Regions from separate parts of the Gossypium hirsutum genome. Here region 1 is linked to region 2. A link is a contact called in public Hi-C data. All regions are on one chromosome and are shown on one strand. Each heading gives the region's core, a stretch centred on a gene start, on an enhancer-like site or on the middle of the called end of the contact. The rest is flanking DNA. Distances are from core to core; before and after follow the strand shown. Region 1 has its middle 9.8 kb from the start of LOC107956695. Region 2 holds the start of LOC107954380 (gibberellin 2-beta-dioxygenase 2).

Region 1 (4,871 bases), core at 1,044-3,543, 70 kb after region 2:
ATGTATCAGAAAAGAGGGGTGGTGTCGCCTCTTTAACACCCTTTACCACCCCTACCATACCATTTTCATAATTAATTGAGTTGGTATACCATTTTAGATATTTATTAATTTTTTATATTATATACGGAAAAAAAACCTAAATTTTAGTTTTTTATTCAAATATTTAAATTTTGGGTTTTAGGCGGATATTTAAATAAAAGAGAAACTTATTAAATTTCGTTAACTATAAAAGTATCATAAAAGTCTTTGTACTATATTTTGGTTCTCTTACTAAAAAATAAGTAAATTGGTCCATGTACATTAGACAAAAAGCAAAATATTCTTTCAATTGGAAATTTACTATTAAATGTTTATTTTGGTATTTTATATATAATCATAATAACAAATTTAGCCATCCACCTTTTCGCATTTATTCAATTTAATCAATATTATTTTATTTGATTCCTTACTACATGACACTATTTTATTCAATAAATAATTTAAATGTCATAAAAAATTAAAAAAATTAAGGAAAAAATTTCTTCAAAAATTTCAATATTGTATTGCTTGCAACCGGCTGTAATACCGATTTATCATCCCAATACCAATCTATTTCTATAATAATGATATATCCATTATTGAAGCGATTAAAATTATTGGGTAAAATATATTAATAGTCATCTAACTATTACTGTTTTTTTAGATCATATAATTGTTCAATTTTTTCATTGTTTTGTCACTTGTCGTTAAATGGCTAAAGAAAATTTGATGTTTTATCTTTTTAAAAATGATTTAATAGCAATTTTAAATCTCAAACATTTATATATTGTGTCAATTTAGTCTTAATTTTTTTAAAAAATTAACTATTAATGTCCACAAAAAATAGTTAATTATCATTGAGAAATATCAAGTTCTCAACCATTTAAAGCACAAGAAAAGTAATTTATTTGGGGATTATCTAATTTAATAATAAGCAAAATTAAAAAAAAACTTTTTGTTTTTAATTTTAATTTATTCATTGTGTATTGAATTATATTTTCATGTAAAAATAGGATAAATTAGGAGATGTGTAAACATTAAGAGCTATTTTTAAAAAAAATTAAGACTAAATTGTCACAATGTATAAATGTTTGAGGGTTAAAGTTATTATTATGTCAATTTTAAAAGCTAACACATCATCTTTCCATTACCTATTTAACAGTTGGTGAGAAAAAAAGGAAAAGATCGAATAGTTGAGTGACTATTTTGTAACTTTTCATAATTGGGTAACTAAAAAATACTTGCTTAAGTGACTAGCATTATAATTTACTCAAAATTAATGTCATCCATAATATATAACATATATAAATTCAATTATTTGATTAATTTTTTTATATTTGTTAAAGAATATAAAAAATTGTATATTTGATCAAATTTAAATTCTCACTGGGGATGAGGCTTAAACTTTTGTTGGAATATGATGGCTTCAAATGCTTTATACTTACTAATATTAGTTTTTAATTACTTCTACTTTGTGGGGTGATGCGGAAGCTAGGAATTAAATTTTAGAAGCTCCAACAATCAACTCGAAGTAAACCAAATTAAAAAAAAGCTTTCTTAGAAAAGAAGAAAACCAGGGCAACAAAGACTTTTGAACCTTCAAGAACTCAAAAAATTCAATCAAATAAATTAAAACTCAATCAAGAATTTCTAGAATTAAAGAAGTAAATGAAACAAACAAAGATGAAAGAATAGAAAGATGAAATCGAAGGTAGAAGATCAATGATAAATGACGCAAAAGTAGATGGATAGATAGATAGCCTAGACTACTTTGGTGAACTTTGCTATGATTTATATTTCTGTTTAAATAGTTGAAAGTAATTAGTTGAGAGTTGCGTCTTTATTAATTGGTTTAATGATACGGTGAGTTTCGGGTTGGACAAAACGGGAGCGTTTAGTAAGTTGTTAGCTAAAAACGGTTATTTCCTTTCATTATATTACGTGTAACAGAAAAGGGGGAAGGCGTGAATATTGAAGATTGAATTTCAGCTATTTTACTCTCTAGCTCTTTCTCTTCTTATTCTCTCATCTTCTCTTCGATTCTATTTCTTCTCAAAACAAACGTTCTTCAACAAGGGTATCAGAGCTTCAGCGATCCTCATGGCCGGCGAGGGAATCACCACGAGAATGTAAAAGGAGCTGGGTCAGATCCAAGGTGAACTTCTGCATACACAATTAGAGTTTTCTCACTTGGATGCACGAATCGATAGTAGATTGAAGGATTTACAGGAAGACATTAAATCGGAGGTACGTACTGAACTTCGTTCTGAGCTCCATTCTCTGTTTGAGCAGTATTTTGGTCAAGGACCTCCAGTGGCAGCGGGATGTGCGGGTAGTAGTAAAGGAAAAGGTATTCTGGGATCTCCACCTGGATTCTCGACTCAGGAGCATGTGGTCGTATCTCCAGTGGCGGAGCTAGGTCACTCTAACACCTTTTCATGAGCAATGTTAGCAGAGACGGATCGGTCCTCTTTTAGAATGTCCTGCCCGTTATTCGATAGTGACAACTTTCGCGGATGGTGGTCGAAACTTGAGCAATATTTTGAATCCGAGGGGATCGGGGATCATGCTAAGGTTTGGCTGGTAATGCTTCATCTGGAAGGTAAAGCTTTTGATTGGCATCACTTCTTTGCTAGAAGACATGGGGGCTTACATCAATTGTCATGGGAAATTTATGCACGGGGGTTGAGGGAGCGATTTAGATCGGATTCTTTCCTTGATCCTATGGCTGAGTTGGTGACTCTCAAGCAGATAGGTACTGTTGATCAGTACCATGATGGATTTTTAAGCTTATTGAACCAGTTAAACTTACCTGAAATGTATGCTTTGAGTATATTCCTGAGTAATCTTAAGCCTGAGATAGGTTAATATCTTCGGTTATTTAAGCCTCAGTCATTAGTGGAGGCTTTCAACTTGGCCAGGCAAGTGGAAAACATTGTGTTTGGCACAGCTAAACGGGACATAGCTACTATAGAAGCCAGTGTGGGAAGACCCTTACTCCTTGGGGTTAAACACTTCAGAGGAAATGGCAACCTTAGTTCAACAATGAGTCAACCAATGGCAAATTCAGCTCTAAAATTCCTTCCAAATCACTATCGCAAGCTGAATTGGAGGACAGACGGAAAAAAAGACTTTGTTTCTAGTGTGGCCTTAAGTATACACCAGGACACAAGTGTTCCAAATCCCTGGTGTATCAGTTAGTGGTGGAGCCCTTGGAGGACAGTTCTGCTGAAGCTAAGAGCCCCTCTCAGGAAGACTTTCAAGACTGTTCTGAACAATTAGAAGCTACGGAGGTTGGGTCGGGAAGTTCTACTCTGGTGTTATCACTGCATGCTTTGCATGGTTCACAAGGTCATAACACCATGAGGTTTTCCACAGTCATTGACCAAGTTGAGGTAGTAGCCTTAGTTGACTCAGGCAGTACACACAATTTCATTGATTTTAAGGTGGCTAAACGTTTGAAGCTGACTATCGAACCTGCCCCTAGTTTGAAAGTAATGGTGGCAAATGGTGTCAGACTGAATACTCAAGGTCTATGTCGGGCTGTGCAGTGGGAAGCTCAGGGATATAGGTTCATTACTGATTTTTTAGTACTTTCGGTCAAGGGGTTTGACTTAGTACTTGGAATTCAATGGTTATTGTCCCTAGGACCAATTATATGGGATTTTGCTAAATTAACCATGCAGTTCCAGTGTGGGAACCAGACATGCAATCTATTGGGTATTGTACCTGGGGCGATGCAGCTTGTTTCGAGTAGTCGGTTCTCCAAATGCATGAGCTTGGCAGGTAATGGTCCTTGTCCGGTGTTGTTGACTTCTAGTGATCAAACTATCCTTACGTTGCAGTCAGTTCCATCGTCATCCGAATTGCAAACACTTCTGGAAGATTTTGAGGATGTGTTTCAGGTACCTACACAGCTTCCCCCACCTCGGCTACAGGACCACAAGATACCTTTGGTGAATGAAGCTCAGGTGGTCAAAATTCGGCCTTATAGACATCCCGCAATGCAAAAAGCAGAAATTGATAGACTCGTTCAGGAGATGTTGCAGGCTGGAATTATTAAAGATAGTAATAGTCCTTTTGCTTCTCCGGTAGTCATGGTCAAGAAGAAGGATGGAAGTTGGCGACTCTGTATAGACTACAGACAACTGAACCAGCTAATGGTTAAAGATAGATTTCCAATTCCCATCATTGAAGAGTTGTTAGATGAACTGGGACGGGCAAATTTTTTTTCGAAGCTGGATTTGCGTTCTGGTTATCACCAGATTCGAATGAATGAGCGGGATATTTTCAAAACAGCATTCCGAACTCACGAGGGTCACTATGAGTTTTTGGTCATGCCCTTTGGCCTGACCAATGCACCTTCGAGCTTTCAATCCTTGATGAATTCTATTTTTTGATCCATGCTGAGGAAGTCGGTGCTGGTATTTTTTTACGACATTCTCGTATATTCGTAGGGGCGGACTGATCACTTAAGCCATCTACGTGAGGTTCTGCAAGTACTTCACGACAATCAACTTTTTTGTCAAAAAGTCTAAGTGCAGTTTTGGAGCCACACATGTGGAGTATTTAGGCCATATCATCTGTCAAGGGACTGTTAGCATGGATCAAACCAAAATAACGAGCGTACTAGATTGGCCCCCTCCACGATCGGTCAAGGAATTGCGGGGATTTCTTAGACTATCTGGGTATTACAGGAGGTTTATACGAGGCTACGGGTTAACAGCTAAACCCCTCACTGTATTGCTACGCCAAGGTGTATCATGGTAGTGGACAAAACATGAACAACAGTCCTTTGACCAACTCAAGTCATCGGTTTGTCAGGCTTCAGTCTTGACTTTGCCGAATTTTCA
Region 2 (4,507 bases), core at 1,819-4,318:
TTTGGCGTTTTGGCCTTAATATATGAGCGTTGATCCATGCAATTTGTGTTATCTCTTCTCTTCTAACATATGAGAATTGAAAAAATAAACATGTGAGAATTAAGAAATACAAATGTTTTTTTTTCCATTTGTTATCTTTTCTGATATCTGAATATTGAGAAATATAAATGAAATGAAGATTAAATATTCTTTCTAACTATTGTAAGCAACAAAAATATTACAAAACAATTTGTAATCAACAACCATATATTATATCCCATTTCAAGTCGTTCAAGTTTGTAAACAACAACATGAGCTGGTTAGTCATGTATACCAGTAGCCATGTATAACAACATAAGCAACAATATACCAGCATCAACATTACAAAACATAAGCTGGTTTTCAATGCTAACAACCACAACATAAGCTGATTTTTAAGGTTTAAAAAAACAACAAAACGGTTACAAATACAAGCACCAAAAACCAGGTTTTTCTCTCCCTCCTCATTGCATCGTCTAATGTCCTCACTTTTTTCAAAAGACCCAACAACACAATTCGTGATTGAGGCGTCAATGATGGATCAAGCTAGCTGAAAAATTGACATGGTTTTCGAAATCCACTGCCAAATTTCTTACACCCAAAAAACCTCCTACCTGGGTTGTCATTGGACCAAGACGTGTTTAATTTGGCTAGGTTTCCAAAATAGCACACCGAAATCACTTCAGGCATCTCCATTTACAAATATTTAATATTTTTATTTACCTTGAATAAATTAAGATTGATCGTATTTATGATCTTGAATTTCATGAATATTGATTATAAATATTTAATATTTTTATTTACAAATTGTTGTTGTTAGTGTGAATTTTGTGTTTGTGTTAATCGTGCATTTGACATATTACATTGATCTTGAAACACCAAAATATGTGGTTTTTACTTTTGCAAAAAACTAATAATCTTTTAATACAATGTCTAGAATTACACCCAAAAAACCTCCTACTTGGTTGTCATTGGACCAAGACGTGTTTAATTTGGCTGGGTTTCCACAATAGCACACCGAAATCACTTCAGGCATCTCCATTTACAAATATTTAATATTTTTATTTACCTTGAATAAATTAAGATTGATCGTATTTATGATCTTGAATTTCATGAATATTGATTATAAATATTTAATATTTTTATTTACAAATTGTTGTTGTTAGTGTGAATTTTGTGTTTGTGTTAATCGTGCATTTGACATATTACATTGATCTTGCAACACCAAAATATGTGGTTTTTACTTTTGCAAAAAACTAATAATCTTTTAATACAATGTCTAGGATTATCTGTAATCCCTTCCCAACCCTTAAATACTAGTTATATGTTGGCTTCATGATAAACAATCACAAATGAATGTATTTTAGCTTCTCAATTCTTCTTATATTTCATATAATTTGCCATAGTAATTATATTTACTAAGTTATTTTTTTTATAAATGAAAAAAAATTTAATAATGAAAATTTAAATACTTCAATTTTAGTATAGAAATTGATAAATATTGAATTTATATTATAAAATTGTTTAGTATACTAGTAAAACTTAAAAACTACGTATAATTGTATGATTTGATAATACTAAATCTTGAGTAAAATTTATTTATTTATTTTCCAAAAGATGAAATTTATTTTTGAGTAAAACATTTTTATATTATGTTTTTTTTTAAAAAAAAGCCAACAACAATGATCAATTTTCCATTTCTTGATTTGAAAATGAGATAAATATCAAAATTATACATGAACTATAGTTTAGTGGGCAATTGTATACATGAAATTTTGATTTGATTCAATTCTTGTAAATTATTAACAGAATTATTGATATAATATCATTTTATGTTTATATATTGCATGCATAAATAATTATATTTCTCTAATATACAAATAAATTGATGTATATATATTTTAAAATGTGTATGATTAAATTAAAATTAAAGTTTCAAGTATACATTTAAACCACAATTAGAGTTTCACGTGCATAATTGCACCAAATTAAAGTTCATATATGCAATTGGCATGCATGTTTGATTGTGTAATATGAAGTTGAAGTTGTAGAAATAAATAAACATTCTTTGATTAGAATTACAACTATATTACTAGAATTAATTATTATAAATATTAAATTCAATAATTTAATCATTTTAAGATAAATTCAGATGATGTTTAAACCTAAAAATTCAAAAGTTGTATAAGTAGAAGGACGTTTATATCTAGAAAGTTTGCACGTAGATGTATCATTAATGTACGGCGTTATTCTCCATATGCTTTTTCTTTTTTTAAAATTTGTAATTTTGTTGAAACTAGGAAATGATTTGAGTTTATGTTAAAATAGAAGTAGGTAATAATATTAAAGAAATAACCATCTACCATACATAATAAAGGATTAAAGGAGAATTAGGCCATTTTGACTAATTATTTTAATACAAGGAGGAGTAATATTAAAAGATAGTAATTGCGTTCAAACTGTACCGACTTGAGAAAAAAAAACACAAAGATGTTGATATTGAAAGAGATTAAGATTTGAACAACGGTCTATTAAAGACGCAATTAGTTGCGGTTGGTCCAAGTTAGGAGTAGAAAATCTTGGTTTTCGAACAATATGGGTATTGGCCGATGTAGTTAGTCAAACACTCAAAGCAGGCAGCGATGCGGATCTATTTATTAATACGCACATCCTTTGCTGCTTACAACTACAATCCCGGATAAGTAAATTATTATATCATTTTTATTTTCTGGTTTAAATGATGATATTCCATGCTCAAACTGTGCTTCCCCAATTTTGTGCTTTTTCTTTTAACAATATGCTGTACTTAACATTATTTTAAAATCATCGATCAAATATCAAGAGAAACAAAATTCTTCATGTATTAATGTTTTATTTTATTTTACAATACGTATATATATCTACCAAAAGATGTATATATATTTTTTATAGAAAGTCCACGTCTTCCTAAATTCGCGATACTCGCTCCATCTTTTATTATCATATTTATTTATTTAACATTTATATCACTGTCTTTCAATCTATCGTACTTGTATAAATAGGAGGCAGTTCCTTAGCCATGATAAAAGCTGAGAGTACTTCATTAAATTCTCTAGCCTTCCAATTGCTTTAAGTCTCGAAACAAAACAACAACAACAACAAAAAGAGAAGAAAAAATGGTTGGGGTGCCGTCGCCGGCATGTTTGAGAGCCAAGAAAACCAGGGCAGTAGGGATTCCGGTGGTTGATCTTTCTCTTGATAGGTCCATCGTGTCGGAGCTGATTGTGAAGGCTTGTGAAGAGTATGGAATCTTTAAGGTTATGAACCATGGGGTTCATTGGGAGATAATATCCAGATTGGAAGGTGAAGGGGTTCAGTTTTTTGGCAAACCAGCTGGTGATAAGCAACGGGCGGGTCCGGCCAACCCTTTTGGTTATGGTGTCAAAAACATCGGACTCAATGGCGATAAGGGTGAACTTGAGTATCTTCTTCTCCACACAAATCCTTTCTCTATTGCTGAACGTTCCGAATCCATCTCCAATCAGCCTCAAAACTTCACGTATGCTCCCCATTTTTTTATTTCTTGTTTTTGCTATCCTCTCTTCTCTCTTTATTCATGAAAAAGAAAAAGTTGCCCATTTCACGTAATAGTTGGAAAAAGGTTTTAGGAAGGTTGAAGAATAATACATATAAATATGGATATAAAACCATAACCGATGGAGTCAGAGTCAGAGGCTAGGGGGAAAGCGTCTGGTTTCTGTTTCTTGGCAACAGCGTTAAAGAATGCTTTACCCCATGCCCTATGGCTTGAGGAGTTTTTCATAAGGCTTTTTTTCTAGTTTGTATGTGAGTAAATACTATAGCAATGTGGCCCATTTGGTATACTTTTTAGAAATGAGATAGCTTTGAATTACACAGCAATTGGCAGGTATACAAGGGGAATTTAATTTTTGCAGAGTGTTTACAATTAATGCTTGGTTTGGTATCCTAGAAAGGGACATCTTCCTTTTATGATAAGAAGGAAAAAAGTTTAACCTCGGGTTTTGTGAAATGTCAAGGTATTCTTTCAATTCACAGTGGTTGGAGTAATTTTAAAATTTATGGATAGCTATTAGTTTTTAATGGATTTTTAAAACTTTGAGCTCATTCTCATAAATATTTTAAAAATTATATATATTTTTATTATAATTAGGTTGTATTTAATTTAATGAGTTTCTTTCTCTATATTTTTATTCATAAAAAATTGAGAAATTATTTTATGAATTCTTCTCACCACATCATCTATTGTTTATTTTCAATTATTTAATAATATTTCAGTAATTTTTTTCATGTCATTGATATATAATTTTAGTATTGAACCCTGAATCTTAAACTCAAATCTGAACCTTGAACCTCGAACCCTAAACTCGAAACCTGAACATCAAAACTTGAATTCAATATTTAAGGTTCAGAGTTTGATGTTCGAAGTAAGATTCTGGGTTCAGGATGTAGAGTAAAAAATTACTAAAAT

Evidence for each region. Hi-C and Micro-C count contacts between places; a contact is called where the count stands out from the background.
Region 1: a contact with region 2 is called in a Hi-C map of fibers, with 2.5 times the contacts expected there. The contact joins the enhancer-like site here to the promoter of LOC107954380 in region 2. A contact is called at or near these places in 8 of 34 Hi-C or Micro-C datasets (anther, fibers, leaf and 1 more).

What each region holds. Positions count from the first base shown.
Region 1 is chrD07:20,993,183-20,998,053 of Gossypium_hirsutum_v2.1, forward strand. No RefSeq gene overlaps it. Among protein-coding and RNA genes, the nearest start is that of LOC107956695, 9.8 kb to the left of the region's middle. Within about 2 kb of position 2,294, at least 4 of the 9 cell types and tissues checked have an H3K27ac peak or open chromatin away from gene starts, as enhancers often do. A contact at or near this core is called in fibers, where this site is marked.
Region 2 is chrD07:20,922,823-20,927,329 of Gossypium_hirsutum_v2.1, forward strand. LOC107954380 (gibberellin 2-beta-dioxygenase 2) reads left to right here and starts at 3,069. Exons shown (of 3, transcript XM_016889921.2): 1 at 3,069-3,556. The coding sequence starts at 3,174.